Linked DNA regions of Canis lupus: region 2 is linked to region 1. A link is a contact called in public Hi-C data. All regions are on one chromosome and are shown on one strand. The core of a region is the stretch at or near the end of the contact, and the rest is flanking DNA. Distances in the headings are between cores, read along the strand shown.

Region 1 (6,089 bases), core at 1,786-4,285:
CAAGTTCAGGCCGCCACACCTCTTGTTTGTATGACTGAAACAGCATTCTAACTGGTTTCTCTGCCTCTAGTCCATTTATTTCCTCCAGTCTATTCTTCCCACTAAGGCCAGGGGGACTGTTAAAAAATGTCATTCCATTCATATCACTACCCCACTTAAAATCTTTGAATGATACTCTGCTGTCACAATCAGTAGCCGAGATGGTGTAAAATCACCAGCCCAACATGGAAAAGGAAAGAAGATATTTAAGTTGCTAGCTCTTACTGATTACAGGCAAAGGAACATTAATTCATGTCTAGTCATTTAAGATAGAAACAGGATCCCTGGGTGGCGCAGCGGTTTAGCGCCTGCCTTTGGCCCAGGGCGCGATCCTGGAGACCCTGGATCGAGTCCCACGTCGGGCTCCCGGTGCATGGAGCCTGCTTCTCCCTCTGCCTGTGTCTCTGCCTCTCTCTCTCTCTCTCTCACTGTGTGCCTATCATAAATAAATAAAATAAAATAAAAATTTAAAAAAATCTAGAAACATGCTCACAAATAAGAAAATAAAAAGGATAAAAAATATGTGCGTGATGGGGTGCCTTGGTGGTTTAGTCGGTTGGGCATCTGCCTTTGGCTGGGGTCATGAACCCAGGGTTCTGGGATTGAGCCCAGCATTGGGCTCAGTGGGGGAGACTGTTTCTCTCTCCCTTTGCCGCTCCCCCACTCATGCTCTCTCTCTCTCTCTCTCTCTCTCTCTCTCACACACACACACACAAATAAATAAATAAAAATCTAAAAAAAAAATGTGTGTTGTTATGGGTTGGATTGTGTTCCCAAAAGACCTGTTGAAGTCCTAACTCCCGTACTTTAGAATATGACCTTATTATTTTTTAAAAATATTTTATTTATTTATGAGACAGAGAGAGAGACAGAGACACAGGCAGAGGGAGAAGCAGGTTCCATGCAGGGAACCCAACTTGGGACTGGATCCTGGATCTCTAGGATCAGGCCCTGGGCTAAAGTTGGCGCTAAACCACTGAGCCACCTGGGCTGCCCAGAATATGACCTTATTTCAAGTAGGATTCTTGCAAGGAATTTGTTAAAATGAGGTAATACTGGAGTAGGGTGGGCACTCAATCCAATAGAGAATAGACATAGAGATACAGACACAGGAAGGGAAAACGTGACAAGAGAGGCAGAGATTAGAGTGATCCAGCTGCAAGCCAAGGAATGCTGAAGATTGATGGCTACTACCAGAAGCTAGGTAATGGGCAAGAATTAGCCCCTATGGTTTTCAGAGGAAGTACAGCCTGCTGTCACCTTAATTTAGGACTTCTAAACTGTGAGACACTAAATTTCTGTTGTGTTAAGCCATCCAGTTTGTGGTGGTTTGTTATGGCAGCCCTAGGAAACTTCTACAGGTATTAAGCAAAATGGTACAACAGAAATGAATCATTTCCAGATAAGAATGCTGGAAGGCATGGCATTTGTACTGAGCTTTAGTAAGATGTTTTTTTATATACATAGGTGGCAGGAAGAGAAAAGGCTTTAAGTTATGGTCTTCATGCCAATCCAAATTCCAGCCTGAAGCCTAACTTTCCTAAGCAACCCCTCTGGAAAACAAGCTGAATGTGATTCACTTTAGTGCCTTTAACCTACTGTCATTTTTGCCACTAACATGACTTTCAAGATACAAAATCTGGGAGAACAAAATAATTTACACATGCTTTATTATTTCTACCACTGGTGTGCTGTAGTTAAATATTATCTGTTAATATTTCACAGACCTTCATATCACACTATAAACGGGGGATATCTGTCTCATAGAGACTTTAGTGAGTAGTAGCTAATGAAAATCTTAGTCTAACAAGAATAGACATGATAGTAACTGGAAATGAGGCTTGGAATTACTCGTAATGCTTCTGACCTTGTATTATGATGTCTTCACAGTGATGCTTCTAGGTTGTTATGACTACAGGCATTATTTAGCAAGATTTCCCAGTTGTAAATAAACTCAAGATTTCAGCAGTGGTTTAGGGGCAGGGAGAGGGCTGTTGCTCCCTTTTCCACAGCTCAGTTTTAGATTTTTTTCTTTTTTTAAAAAAATTATTTATTTATTTATTCATGTGAGAGAGAGAGAGAGAGAGAGATTGAGGCAGAGACACAGGCAGAAGGAGAAGCAGGCCCCATGCAGGGAGCCTGTCGTGGGACTCGATCCCGGGTCTCCAGGATCACACCCTGGGTCAAAGGCGGGCGCCAAACCCCGAGCCACCCAGGGATCCCCGAGATTCGGGTTTCAAATCAAAGTGACAGACTGCACACGGCTTCCCTCCTAAATCACAGACATCCACCAGTTCAGTTCCATCGTGGAAAAAATGATAGCGTGTCCCCGTGGGGTCCCTCGGGCGCCCCCTTCTCCCGGGGAGGGATGTTCAGATAGGGGTTTTCATCTGTCAGTTCCGCCTGAAACATGGAGCAAATCACTGCAAAATACAGGGATTCTTAACAATAGGTATTCCTCGCCCGCAGCCGGGGTGGCTCGGGCCGGTCCTATCCGAACACGGGCCGCACCGGTCAGGGGCCGCAGGGCCCCAGGAGACCACGTTCTGTACTGAGAGGCCCGAGGCCCACGAATCGGCCGAGGGACCGTTCCCGGCGGCCTCCCGGCGTGGGCCAAGCGCCCCCAAAGCAGCTCGCTCTCCCGGTCGGCGCTCGAGGAGGCGCCTTTCGTCTCGCGGGTGCCCCCAGGCTCACTTCCTCCTCTCCTCCCCCGGCCTCCTCCGCCTCCCACCCCGCCAGCCCAGCCACACCCCCCGGGCCGTCCCCGAGGCCCCGCCCCACGCCCGGCCCCGCCCCACGCTCGGGCTCGGCCCCGCCCACCGGGGCGCGCCGCGGGCTGCGGCGGGCGAAGGCGGAGGCGGGGCGGGGCGGGCGTGGGCGTGGGCGCGGGGGGGCGGGGGTGGGGGGGCGTTGGGATGCCGGGCGGGGGCGGGACCTGGCCGGGAGCGGCTCGGGGAGGAGTCGCGGAGGGGCCTCCCGTCTACTCTTCCGCGGGCTCGGGCTCGGGCTCGGGCTCGGGCTCGGGCTGGGAGGCGGGGTCCGTGGGCGAGGAGCGGCCTCGAGCAGCCGAGTCGCCGCCGCCGCCGCCGGGGCCCGGGCGCTCCGCTGGACCGTGGGGCGCCGGGCGCAGCAGCCGCCGGCGGAACATGGCGCCGTGGACGTTCTGGCGCTGCTGCCAGCGCGGCGTGGGCTGGGTGCCGGTGCTCTTCATCACCTTCGTGGTCGTCTGGTCCTACTACGCGTACGTGGTGGAGCTGTGCGTGTGTGAGTACCGAGCCCCCGGCGTGCGCCTGCCCTCGAGGCCCGCCGGGCCCGGCCCCGACCCCGACCCGGGAGCAGGCCGACGCGCCCGGGGCTTTGTCAGCGCGCTGCGGGGCGGCGCGGGGCGGCCTTGGGGGGCGGCCTCGGGGGCGCCCTGGGGGCAGGGCGGTCGGGGCGCCCGGGCTCCGGTGGCTCCGGGGCTGCTGGGTTCGGACGCGGCGTGTCCTCGGCGGGGGAGCCGCGTGTGTGTGTGTGTGTGTGTGTGTGTGTGTGTGTGTGTGCGCGCGCGCTCACTCTGCTTCTGTTCCTGTTTAGAACGCGGGCATCTGCTCGTCCTCCACCGCCCCAGCAGCGCGGGAAGGGGAGCGGGCGGGGCGGCGGGGAGGCAGGTGGTCTGGTCGCCGCCGGCGGCCGGCAGGTTGGGCCCCGGGGCACAGCGCTGCCCGCTGCTCATTTCTGGTGGCCCCGGACCCGTTTAAAGTTCATTTCTTCCGCCTCTGCGTCCACTCACTCACACACAGTGTTATTTTAAGACCGAAAGAAGGAGGGAGAGGAGATATGGAGCCGGGTTCTCTCTTTCCTGGTCTGTCGGTGCTGGAGGTCCGTCTTTCTTCCATCCTCAGACTTTAGGGCTTTCGCTTCCGTCCCTGCCAGGGCTCTCGCTAGTTCTTAGTGCACCAGGTTCTCACCGGGTTCCCTGCGGTGGAAAAGGAGTAACACCCAGGATACAGTCCGAGGATTTAAGACCCAGATTTCAGTAGGTGGCCGTTAAAATGGAAAGAAATTGGTTGTCCTCGAAGCACTGTTTGAGGGCCCCGACTGTGTGATAGTGATGAGTACTCTGCCTTACGCGAATTGCTCGCAGGCTTTGGGGGTGCGGCTATTTTAGGGCTCTTCTGGCCTTCCGCTTCTGCTGTGTCTGCTCTTCGTATCAATTCTTCCTGGGAACTGAGGACCAAATAGTAAATGGTGTTGGTACAGGCCATCCCTTGGCATCCAGAGTGATCTAGTTTTAGCATACGCCAGGCCGCGGCTATCTAGTGGACCCTGGTTCTGTACATTTGAAAAAAGCCTTCGCGGGGTGCCTGGGAGGCGCAGTGGGTTAAGTGCCTGCCTTCAGCTCAGGTCACGATCCCAGCGTCCTGGGGTCGAGCCCTGCTGTCAGGCTTCCTGCTCAGCGGGGAGGCTGCTTCTCCCTCTCCCTCTGCTTGCTGCTCCCCCTGCCTGTGCTCTCTCTGTCTCTTAAATTAAAAAATCTTAAGGAAAAAAAGAAAAAGCCCCCTGAGGTTGATTGATAATGTGAAATGAAAAGTAGTTGTACCACCCACTCCACTTGCAAGTGGCAGAATGAAGACTTTTCCAGTTGTGGCTCTAGACTTGTACAATTCTCAAATACTTGGTTAAAACTGAGTTCTGCACATGAAAGAGAATGCCTTGGCTCAAAAAGTTTGAGAGGGGGATCCCTGGGTGGCGCAGCGGTTTGGCGCCTGCCTTTGGCCCAGGGCGCGATCCTGGAGACCCGGGATTGAATCCCACGTCGGGCTCCCGGTGAATGGAGCCTGCTTCTCCCTCTGCCTGTGTCTCTGCCTCTCTCTCTCTCTCTCTGTGTGTGACTATCATAAATTAAAAAAAAAAAAAAAGTTTGAGAGGGTGGGTTTTTAAATGAAAATAATTGCTTTCAACTAAATCATATTGTACCTATAGAATATTTAATTTTAAGGAAAGCATTCCTGTGAATAGGCCCCAGAATAAATTAGTTGTGGAATACATGGACACAAAATAATGGAGTTAATCTGTTGAATGTTATTGAATAATGATGTTTGAATTAATTAAAATTGACTAGATTTAGGTATTTTTTAAAGCTACTCCCAAAAGTGGTACTGATCATAGGATTCTCATCAGCTTGTGATGGTATTTGATCTTATTTACTCTGAAGTGGGCATTTATTCCAAAAGTTGTACCAGTCTTATTTAATTCTGTCAGAAGATTATTCCTACCCTATTCTAATTACACAGTAGTTTTGAAGTAAAGCTTCTGAAGGAACACTAAAAATGTGCATTTATGTTGAAATCTCACAGCTTAAACTGTAGATGGTTTAAAGATTTTATTTATTTATTTATTTATTTGACACAGAGAGAGAGAGGAAGAGAGCACAAGCAGAGCAGTGGCAGAGGAGGGAGAAGCAGACCCCTGCTGAGCCGGGAACCTGGTGTAGGACTCCACCCCAGGACCCCAGGACCCCAGGACCATGACCTGAACCAAAGGCAGATACTTAACTGACTCAGCCACTTAGGCACCCTCCCTTATAGAGGGTTTTTGGGGGAAAAAAAAATCAAAAGGTGAGGTTAAACATACGGAAAGGGAAATGAATATGAATTGAAAAGTATTATGTGTTAATAAGGATGGAGGGGATATTATTTTCATTCTTTAATCCTCCATCTCTGAGTATAGGTATCTCCTCCAGATGTAGGAAATGAGACTCTGAGCGAATAGATTGTTGGTTAGGTCACACAGTTGTTGAGTGGCTATTGCAGTGTGATTTACATATTTACACTACATATAACTTTAGTAAGTCACTGGAACTGTAATTGTTTTGTTCTATGATTGGAGAAGGGTAGTGCATGGGGTTAGGTTGTTGCCCTTTTTGGAGATCATGACTTCAGTTAGGCTTTAGGCCCATCCTTTCGAGATCATACCCCAGGATTTCATTAAGTTAAAACATTCTGCAACCATTAAGGGTCAATGCTTGACAGAATTTTTAAATAATCAGTAATGAAAGCTCTGATAAA
Region 2 (5,495 bases), core at 2,770-5,269, 130 kb after region 1:
GGTCTCACCCTGTAGCTAATACATACATTATTAATGCCTAGATAGTCTACATGCTCCATTCTTTTGCTGCAAGTAAAAAATCCCACAGAACAGTCACTGCAGGTCAGGTGCCATACAATGTCACTCAGGCAGAACAAAGAACACATTAAACCCGGAACAGGGAAAGATACTCCCAAAGCCATATGCTCAGCACAGGATGCAAGGCCTCTTTATCTCTTTTCAAAAAAAAAAACCAAACCAAGAAAACCTTCCAGGCCGCAGGTCACTCTAGGCGGCCATACAACAAAGGGGTGAGAAGCTGTGCATGACTGCCTTTCTCATTTGACACGTGTTCACATTACTTGAAGAGGGGGAAAGCCATATTTACAAAAATTTAACAAACTGTACCCCAAATCTCATCAACCAGAAAGAAGCAGTGATGTTAACATCATTGTAGGCATCTTTCCGTACATATACACAATGCTACGGGGGGAAAAAAAAAAAAAAAAAAACAAGATTATCAAGCATATTACATATCCTGAGGTTACAATACAAAAATATAATTCATAGATTCATACTTCAAATATTATACGTATTTTTAATAAAACCCGAATTTAACAAAAGAAACAAGTAAAATTGAATGAATTATAAAATCCCAGATAAGATTTAGTTTTGCCTATCACCTCCTAATTTTGTGGCTATTTTTGTCTGTGAGATTCTGTCAGAGTTCTAGCCTCTTCTGCAACAATTCCCCAGCTGTTTTAACTCTGTCCTCGTGGAGTCGGAGGCAAGGCTGATTTTTAACCTGACATTCTGATGTTAACTATCCCGCATCAGGTATTCCCTAGTACACCTCTGTACTTATGATGCGTACGTGCTTTCTTCCTTTCTAAAAATATGTGCCACGTCATCTTGTTCCGCACAAACTTGCAGAATTTGGTTTACATCTGTTTTCAGTTCTGCCAGTGACTCTCCTACAAGCTTCCAACCTGAGGCTCATCTCCCCAGACCAACAGCTGGGAGTGCGAGTGTTGCTTTCTGACCACTGGTCCAAAACTTGACTACACGAAGAACGCGAGAGCTCTCTTGGGGCTGAAGTCTTTGCTAAGCGACCGTGAGGCTGTTTTGTGTGTCAATTTTGCAATTCTGTGTGTCAATACAGTCTGTTACTCAATCACACTAATGGAGGTGTTGCTATAAGGTATTTTGTGTGTGTAGTCCAAGTCTATAACTAGTTGGCTTTAAATTTAAATGATCCCAGAAAATCTGAATAGGCCTGATTCAAGTAGTTGAAAAGACCTTAAGAGCAGAGTGCAGCTTCTCTAAAAAAAATTCAGGCTGCTGTGAGCAGTCTTAGCTCTTGTTTGAGAGTTTGTTCTAGCCTGGCCCTTCCTTATAGCTCACCCCATAGATTAGGGACTTAGTTATCTAGGCAGCCCTCATAATTATGTGAGCCAATTCTCTGCAATCAATCTCTTCATACAGATCTCCGACTGGTTCCATTTTTCTAGCTAAACCCTGATATAGCTACCTAATTACTTCCCTTTCAATAACCTGTTTAATGACCACCCGAGCAAGGGAGATTTACCACTCCTGTGGTGTCTGGCTTGTTCCTCCAACTCCACACAGTGCCTTGAACTTTGGCAAACTCAACTGACTTCTGCTAGGCTCCTCTGGACTTCACTCCTTTTTCTTAGACTTATCTTAGGGCTGCCTATTCAGTCCTACAGTCTACTTCTACAAATTGAGAATTCCCAAGATTTGTTAACTAATCTTCCTTCAGTACTGTTTCTGGAAAAGGGGGCAGGACTCTGTGCTGTCACACCAACCACAAGTCTTTCAGAATTTTTGTCTTTGACCATCATTTTAAGGTATAACATAAGTTGCTTTTCCTTATTTGGTTGCAGTTTAGGGATAGGACAGTTTTGGGCAGAATTTTTACGTAATTTTTTTTCTGGATTAGGAGTAAAGGATCTTTGGAACAATCTCACTCTGCTATCTTCACCCTTAAGTCTTACCTAATTAGCATTTATTCATCTGCTTTCTCCAGTAGGCTGAGCTGACTGCGTGGAGGGGCAGTACCTTCTTTACTTCATACCCTCAAAATCTAAGCACAGCACCTAGCAAATAGAACTCTGATGCCTGGAGAAGTATACACTTCAATCCCGAACAGAGTTTTCATCAATACATTAGTAACAGTTCTTTCTTGTAAGTTAAATCAACCTTCCTGGAGCTTTTATCCTGGAATGATGCTGAACTAAAATCATATTACATAACTTTAACCAATACCAACACAAAGACAATTACGGTCCCAGTCTTTAAAGGAGTGAGTGCTGGACTCACAGTTTAAAATTACACACTCTCTGGGGCTGTAAAATGGTGCAGCTGCTGTGAAAACCAGCTTGTTATTTCCTTATTCCTTAAAAAGTTAAACATGTAATAATGTTATGATCCAGCAATCCTATTTCTGGGAATATACCCAAAAGGATTCAAACGATATGTGCATACCCAGGTTCATAGCAACATTATTCACAAAAGCCAAAAAAATGGAAACTCAAGTACCTATCAACAGAAAAGTGGACAGACAAAACGTGGTATATCCATACATTAAAATATTAAGCCATAAAAAAAAAATGAAGTTGTGTGCACATAAAAAAGAATGTGCTACAACATGGATGAACCTTGTAAATGTCACACTGAAATAAGCCAAACACAACACTTGTGTGAAATACCTAGACTGGGCAAATTCATATAGATATAAACTAGATTAGAGTCTATCGGGGAAGAAAGGAATGGAAAATTACTGCTTACTGGGTAACTTCTGCCAAGGAGGGGGAAAAAGTTTTGGTAATAGGTAATAGTTGCACAATGCGAATATAACTGATGCAACTGAATCATACATTTAAGAATTATAATAGCAAATTTAACGTTATATAATAAAGATATATATTTAACACTTAACTTTTTACTGCTACTACACAGCCATTATGATGTCAAACTAAGGAAACATATGCAGCTCTAAAAATATGCTTACAACATGTAATGGCCCTAAGAAAGACTTAGGGGTAGAGAAGGTACACATAAACATTCAGGGGCAGGTCTTCACGAAACACACATTAAAAGCTTTTCCATTAAGCACCAGATCAGAAATCAGTTGGGTTTTTGCTGATTTCCTTTTTTAATACTATAGCATTGAAGGCTTAATATTTCACAGAAATGCTCTTGAGGATTTACTTTACTATGTAATTCTAGTACCATTTAGTTGACTACGGGCCCCTTCAGGGCAGCTACTGCATTTTATTTATCTACGTGTATTTTTATACCAAGCAGCCACAACAGTGATAGCAATCCTGGGTGCGTCAGTTCTTCACAACCCAAAAGTTTGAACATGAAGCTTAATTGTATTACAAGATGGGAGAATCCCCTTTTACCTAACAACTAAAACTTCCAACTTTCTGAGAGCCGGGCCCAAGGACCCGGAAGGGGAGGAAGCGGAGCCACGGAGGGAATTACTGTGTTAATGCCCGACCACCCCCCGGGTCCCGCCCCCGCGGACCCCGCGCTCTCACCAAGTGTAGATCTGGAGCTCGCTGGACGGCACGTTTCCGCGGGAAAACTCGTCCATTCGGTGGTGGCGGCCGTTATTGGTGGTGAAAACACGCAGCAGCAGCGGGCACGTCTGGGAGCAGAGGAGGAAAAGGAGGGCAGAAGTTAAAGAAAGCGGCTCGGGTCCGGGGCTCCCTTTCCCTCCGGAGGCGTCGCGGCCTCTTACAGCCCGGGGAGCAAACACTGCCGCTTCCTGCACGCAGGCCGCGCTCTCCGCCCCGCCGGGCCCACCTCCACCTCTCTCCGGATCCCATACTTTCTCCCGATCGATCGGTTTCTCCGGCTCCTTCTTAATTTCCTCCTGGGTAACGCGCGACTCCACCGCCATCTTCCTCCTACGGCCCGCGAGACGCTCGCTCTGACCTCCGACCCCCGCAGCGAGCATGAGAACGGAGTCTCTCGCGAGGAGAAGCTCGAGGCTTTATAGAGGACCGGGGAGGAGGGGCGGGGCGTTTGCTGGCGCAGGCGCAGTTCGTTGTGCGGCGCGTGAGCCCGGGCCCGGCCACGCCTGCGTGTTGCGTCCTCAGGAAAAAGGCGGGCGTTGGCGTCCGCGGGGCGGGGTTTCTGAGGGATCGTGTCGCTGTGGGTGTTCGGAGGCTGAGGAAGTGACCGCCAGTTGTTCGCGGGACAAACAAGCCGGCGGGGCATTGTTCCCGCGTAGTGAATGTTCGCAAACGAAGGACTCGAGAGTGGTACAGGGGATCAGTGAGTCAGCGGAGCATCAAACTCTGGAATAAAGGAAGACCTGGATGGGAACCGGACGCCAGAGGGAAGACGGAAGAGGCTGCGAAATGGAGGGGAAGACGGTGCTGCAGTGTGTGCTCGCGAAATCGTCAGCCGTCTGTACCGCGGGAGGGTGACGGGCGCCTCCGCACGCGGTGGGCCAGGGACCCGCGTGTGAACAGCAGGACGAGAACTTTGTGGCGTAGCGTGAACGCGCTTCAGGATCAGTGCGTTGGGATACGTGATACAAAAGGCGTGGAGCCAGAGATCGGTGAACCTGACGAGATTTAAATCGAAAAAAAAGTAAAGCCACGAGGCCTGACCTTAAAATACATCATCAAGAAAGAAAAACCACAGAGTGGTAAAAAATTTCCATGATGCAGGTGATTGACAAAAGCTAGTGTCCCATAGCTTTTATTAAAGAACAGACAACCCAATGGAAGATGGGTAAAATAACCGAAAAGTGCTTTTAAAATGAAGAAACCCACATGGCTAATAACCATGAGATGCTCAAGCTCCTTACTAGTCAGAGATTGCATGAAAACCATAGAGCCGGGCAGCCCGGGTGGCTCAGCCGTTTAGCGCCGCCTTCAGCCCGGGGCGTGATCCTGGAGACCCGGGATCAAGTCCAAGTCGGGATCCCTGCATGGAGCCTGCTTCTCCCTCTGCCTGTGTCTCTGCTTCTCTCTCTGTCTTTCATGAATAAATAAATAATAAAAAATCTTTTAAAAATTACTATGCCATGTATTTACTTGTACCCCAAACACTGAAGTGTAATTTAAAAAAATAAAATGTATTGGGCAGCCGCGGTGGCCCAGTAGTTTAGCGCCGCCTTCAGCCCAGGTTGTGATCCTGGAGACCCTGGATCGAGTCCCCCGTCGGGCTCCCTGCATGGAGCCTGCTTCTCCCTCTGCCTGTGTCTCTGCCTCTCTCTCTCTCTCTCTGTGTGTGTGTCTCTCATGAATAAATAAAATCTTAAAAAAAAAAAAAAAAACATAGTGATTGGTTTGTAACAAACTACACTCACTAACAAAGCAAAAATTTGACATTTGTTGGTGGACTGATGGGCATTTTCTAATACTCGTGGTGAAAGCAGATTGGTATACCCACTTTGGTACCCACTTTGGAAAGTAGTTTAGGATTATTTAGTAAAGTCGAAGATGTGTATACTTTAGATCTAACAATCC

Evidence for each region. Hi-C and Micro-C count contacts between places; a contact is called where the count stands out from the background.
Region 2: a Hi-C map of blood shows a contact between it and region 1, with 3 times the contacts expected there. The contact joins the promoter of SAP18 here to the promoter of ZDHHC20 in region 1. A contact is called at or near these places in 2 of 9 Hi-C or Micro-C datasets (amygdala and blood).

The regions. Positions count from the first base shown.
Region 1 is chr25:16,958,157-16,964,245 of UU_Cfam_GSD_1.0, forward strand. ZDHHC20 (palmitoyltransferase ZDHHC20) reads left to right here and starts at 3,036. Exons shown (of 13, transcript XR_005378493.1): 1 at 3,036-3,303.
Region 2 is chr25:17,088,860-17,094,354 of UU_Cfam_GSD_1.0, forward strand. SAP18 (Sin3A associated protein 18) reads right to left here and starts at 4,020. Exons shown (of 4, transcript NM_001252161.1): 1 at 3,842-4,020; 2 at 3,549-3,658. The coding sequence starts at 3,970. SKA3 (spindle and kinetochore-associated protein 3) reads left to right here. Exons shown (of 10, transcript XM_038573491.1): 10 at 937-1,104.